2 separate regions of the Zea mays genome follow, and region 1 is linked to region 2. Evidence: chromatin contacts called from public Hi-C data. All regions are on one chromosome and are shown on one strand. Each heading gives the region's core, a stretch centred on a gene start, on an enhancer-like site or on the middle of the called end of the contact. The rest is flanking DNA. Distances are from core to core; before and after follow the strand shown. Region 1 has its middle 7.1 kb from the start of LOC118472318. Region 2 holds the start of LOC100500990 (mitochondrial 2-oxoglutarate/malate carrier protein).

Region 1 (2,700 bases), core at 94-2,593, 170 kb after region 2:
CTCTGTGCTGAGCCGGATGGTCCGCGTGTGCGCAGAGGCGGCGGCGTTCGGCCACATCACCTGGATCTGACCGTCCGGGACCCATCAGGGAGGAGAGATCCTATGGCTTATATTGGGATCGACAGGCCATCCAAGACGCCTCCAGACAACTTAGAATCGAAGAGGTGAAGATTGAGGTGAAAAGGACTATGTTACTGTCTACTCCTAGGACAAAAAGTAAAGGAACGGAAGATATTATGATTTGATTTGATTCGATTGTTGATAATTCAATCGGTCGTTCAAATGTATAAGGGGGTCGGGGCGTCCTCCAATAACTCCCTCGAGTTTAGAGGGATAAACACGCGTGGAGAAAAGAGTTGATCCACCTGATCTATTCATATCGCGGACCGTCCAACTACGCGGTCGGACCGTGCCTAATGCCACAAATGTTGTTCAACACTTAGCTTATTTGTCTCTACCTGTTCTCGTGTTTCTTTTATCTGGTTTCTTTCTCTTTTTAGCAAACCGTCTGACCGTCTATATATCACGGTCTTAGCAAACCGTGTGACTGTCTACATATTACGACGATTAGTTGCTTCATGACTATGAGATTAATACTCCGAACTTTGCAGGTCACTAGTTTTGTGCCCTATAAACTACCATAAACTATATAAAGTTATGGAACTAACCTAACTGGAATCGCATCGCCTGGACTTTTACGGATAACAAAACAATAATGTTGTTTTAGAGTACGACAGAAAATTAATCAACCTCTAATTTCTTAACCAATCAAGAACCATTAAATGATTAATATTGCAAACTATTGCAGGTCACTAGTTTTATGCTCTATAAACGATCTAAATGATCTAATATAATATAAACAACTGAATTTACCAAGTCAATCTAGAATCAAAATCTAGACATACAATACAATCAATGAACAAAGCGAGATGAACGATATTACCACATCTTGCATAATCAACACATTAATCTCCAATATTTATATATATAAGCTGTTTTATAAAAGAATCAATGAGTTCCTCAAGATCTCTAAAAATCCTAGATTAATCTTTTAATAGATCTAATCTAGTGCCTAAATATCTCTCAAATCAAAACAAAACAAAACAAAACTAAAGGAACGAATATCTCCCTCGAACACGAATTTCTCTTGGACCACCAGCGGCTGACTTAGGCCGCGTTCTCCCATCCTGGGTGCACCCCTTCACGCGGGCCGACGCCCAGCTGGGCCTCGCTCCTCCACGCAGCAGGCCGCCTTTACTTTCACGTCATAGGTCGCGCCCGCTCCAGCTGACAGGGCGCCCTCCGCGCCAATAGTCCTGGGCCGGCACCTTCATCTTGGGCCGCCTGTGGAATGGCCGCCGAGTGGGCTGCCCCAAACCCCTCTGTTGTGCCGCACGCGCACAGAGAGCAAGGCCAGTCCGGTTTTGGTTGCATCCGCCAGCTCTTGGCCCGGTGCTTCACACGCACTCACGGCCGAGTGACCCAGACTGGCAATCAATTTTCCCCCCTTTTTACTTTTCTTTTTCTTTCATTTTTTCCTCTTTTTTCTCCTTTCTAGGCATTTCATATATATCTACAACACACGCGATGGTCATTTGCAACAGTATGAAACATCTCACACATCATCTTTGATCAAGAACCTCAGTTAATTTGTTCCTAAACTTAGTCCCAAAACTTAGTTTTGGTACCTCATTTCCTCTCCACTTAACACAGAAAAGTAAAACTTAGTTTCCGTACCTCACTTAGTTTTGGTACCTCATTTCCTCTCTACTTAATACATAAAAGTAAAACTTAGTTTCCGTACCTCATCACCTCTCTACTTAATAGAGGAAACTAGTTTTCATCGTCGCCACCGGCCCATTTTGCCTCAACCAACACCTCGATATCAATAATCCATACAACCGAGTACGAGGGCAAGCCCACGACTTGATTTAAGGTTAATCTAAGAAAAAACACAGCACCAAGTGTGTTACATCAATATCAAAACATATATTTGCACACATACATTACTTCCAAATTATGTTAATAATCACTTGCAAAGCCTATGCCAATTTTAAAGCAATGTTCTAATGTTAACTAACACAATATTTTCATCACACAGGATTTCACACTTCTAGTCTTGCCTTGGGACTCCTATTGGTCTTAAGCTAAGGTTTGGAATGATCGCTAATAGTGATTTGTCCAAGGAGAATTCCATAATTCTGGTTAGGAGTGGAGCAGCTTACTCATCTCTATCACCATATTCAAACTCCATTATGTAAAATAGTGCAAAACTGTATTTTAGGTAACCATATGGATAATCTGCTAGACACAGTCTAATGGACTTTAGATTTTACACTATAAAATTTAAGATGAACGAATCGGCTTAGGATCAAGCTCTATTTCTATTTATTTTGAACTAAAATTAATTAAGAGCCCTAACTTATTATGAAGAAACGGATTGTGATTCATTTACCACCCCTAGTTCTAGTCAAGTCACCAAACACTCTAGCGACAGCAACCCTCGCCTTCTTAAGCTTGCCTCTCAGGTATCGAGAGCCTAATAGAGGAGGGTTACTTACGAGCAGTTGAGCCATCTCCTTTCTCAGGCACTGTTTGGTATAGCTCTAGCTCTAAGAAATTTGATGGAGTTGGTGGAGCAGGTCATTGGGCGCTCTAAAAAATCGTGGAGATGGAACTGTAAGCCTTTAAAATACATTT
Region 2 (2,700 bases), core at 128-2,627:
AATATGTGAATTGCAATAGCATTGGGTCAGTAACAAAGTTACAAGTATTAGAACTTTGTACAAGGAGAAGTTACAGAGCACCCAGGAAAACAAAACAAACCTTGTAGAAAGAACGGACACCCTCATTTGCAAGCATGTTCCTTGTGACCTGACCAGCAGAGCCCTCACCCAACTGGATCCTCACCTGAAACCAAAACAATAATAAGAATTAATACAAGATGGGCTCCACGTGCAAAGAGCCCTAGAGTATAAAGATCCAAAAAGGCATGACATCAAGACTTTCAACAGTGACATCTATTAAGCCAATTTTCAAGTTGCGACAGAAGTTAAAACATGTGGTTCCCTTTACCTACGACCTAAGGTTCTTTTAGGTTGAAGCATCGACGGTATTATGATAACATATTTACATTTTTCAACGAGTACATTTTCACCAAGAAACTACAATTGTATTTAACATATTTACATTTGCTCAACTCCATTCAAACATAGAGGCAATAAAAAACTAGTATCTTCTTCTAAGAGGAAATCAGAGGGCATCTTAAAAAACAACCACCTACTAGAAATGAAAACCATCAAATGGCTAGCTAACAACCTCCATAGATATCCCGATCTTCGCAAAAGAGAACCAAGGAGCAACGCACAGATGGCCACCTCACATCAATTAAAATCGCGGCACACAAACCGATCCCCATGGAACCAAGTAACTACAGCAAGCGAAATGTGCCATCCTTAACAAACAGATCGCGCGGCCAAGAAAAGGAACAACTTCAGTTCCCAGCAACCCACGCATGCTTGATCCAGTCATGGCAATTCCGACGGATCTAAAGCTAGCCGCACCAAAATACCTAACAGCAAGCTTAGTTCCACTACGCTGACCCCAAGGGCACGCTCGATTCATCAGATCCAACCAAAAAGGGGCAAACTCCGCAGGTAAGCATCTAACCGACTGATTCACGCGGCAAGCAACCCCATTCCCGTAGATCTAAGGCCGCCACGCCCCGATCCCGCCTCACCAGCTCACACACGAGCACTGTGAAGGAAGCCGAGTGGAGGAGTGACAGAGCGGTGCGGTGATACGGTACCTTGACCATGTCGATAGGCTGGATGACGCAGGTCGCGAGCATCCCAGAGGCCCCGCCGTTAACGAAGGGCTTGACCGTCTTCCACACGCCGGTGGCTGCCGCTGCCGCCTGCTGTGGCTGCTGCTGCTGCTGCTGCTGCTGCTTCGCGTCCGCCATCCCAGCTCCGGATAGGGCTGCGCTCTGCTCGGGGCGGGGCGGGGCGGAGGCGAAGCGAACGAGGCGACGAGAGCGAGGGAGATGCAGTAGGAGAGGCGGCGGCCTAGATCGCTGGGTAGGGACGTAACGCGATATAGAAAAAGGAAGAAGAAATGGTTGTTGCGGCCAGGCAAGGTGCGCCGCGGCCTCGTGGGCGACGTCGCGTGTGGGATCGCCGTTTCGGCGTGTGGGCGCGGTGCACGGACGGTGCGGGGTCCAAATGTGGCCGTGGGTAGCCTAGGAGGAGGTGGTGTACGGGACTTGGTCTATGCAGGAGTGCGAATCGGTAGTGCCGGAGTGGGCTCCTAGGACAGATCCAACTTGCGGCTACGGTGGAAGGCGGAGTCGAGTGTGGACCACGGAGGGGGCGCCGCACCGGGGTTCACGTCCGCGCCCGTGTCGCCCTTTACGTCACAACGAAACATTGGGCCTGTTTGTTTCGGTTTCTAGCAGCTTCTGGCCACCAAAAGCTGCTGCGGACTACCAAACGTTCAGCTTTTCAGTCAGCTTCTATAAAATTCGTTGGAGCAAAAATCATCTAAAATCAACATAAACACATAATGGTTGAGTCGGTGTAATAGTAGGAATCCGTCACTTTCTAGATCCTGAGCCCTATGATACTCAGATTCTCCCCACAGCCAGATTCTCCCCACAGCTAGATTTTTAAAAAAGCTGGTCAGAAAAAAGCTGAACCAAACAAGCCTATTGTTTTTTTCCAAGATTATAATATAAATAGCTGAATGCTCGTGTGTTGCAACGAGAATATATAATACCAGTATATTACGATAACTTATATACAAAATGTGTGTTATACCGTTGTGAGAAAATGTTTCATAATCAATTTATGATTCTGTCCATATATAGATTTTGTTATTTATAATCTATCTGTTTCAGCACTATATTGCAACCATCAGTATCATGCAGACTTCGATATATGTCACGATTTGTATGGTCTCATCATTGGAGAGCACGTTCCACACATACCGGAAGAAATTCGCTCGTACATCATTAGTCATCAGACACGTACCATCATACGCTTTTGCTTAAACAAAAAGGCAAGTATGTGTTTGCGAAGAGAATTAAAGACAAGCAGGCACAAAAGCTACCCCAACGGTGGCGAGGATGACGAACTGGTCATTGTTGTCGGTCCTCCTCTGCGTTATCTCTGGCGCCAAGATGACGCCACAGTCCTCGATATAGTAGTCGTCGAACGCGCGCGACATACCGAGTACTGATGACTCTTGGCTGGGCTGTAAAACGAAGTGCACCCCGGGCTCATCAGCAAAGTAGTACCCCTGGTCGTTGCACCACCGGACGCGTTACTCCTCTACATACATCGTGTTCGAGGACACTCATACAACGTCAGCAACGGCCATCGTCTCAGTGCACAAGAATTCATGGCCAGTCAGTAGCGACTTACGTG

The links. Hi-C and Micro-C count contacts between places; a contact is called where the count stands out from the background.
Region 1: a contact with region 2 is called in a Hi-C map of tassel, with 4 times the contacts expected there. The contact joins the enhancer-like site here to the promoter of LOC100500990 in region 2. A contact is called at or near these places in 2 of 25 Hi-C or Micro-C datasets (endosperm and tassel).

Annotation. Positions count from the first base shown.
Region 1 is chr6:142,274,103-142,276,802 of Zm-B73-REFERENCE-NAM-5.0, forward strand. No RefSeq gene overlaps it. Among protein-coding and RNA genes, the nearest start is that of LOC118472318, 7.1 kb to the right of the region's middle. Within about 2 kb of position 1,344, at least 17 of the 20 cell types and tissues checked have an H3K27ac peak or open chromatin away from gene starts, as enhancers often do. A contact at or near this core is called in endosperm and tassel, where this site is marked.
Region 2 is chr6:142,108,302-142,111,001 of Zm-B73-REFERENCE-NAM-5.0, forward strand. LOC100500990 (mitochondrial 2-oxoglutarate/malate carrier protein) reads right to left here and starts at 1,378. Exons shown (of 6, transcript NM_001397528.1): 1 at 1,083-1,378; 2 at 101-184. The coding sequence starts at 1,238.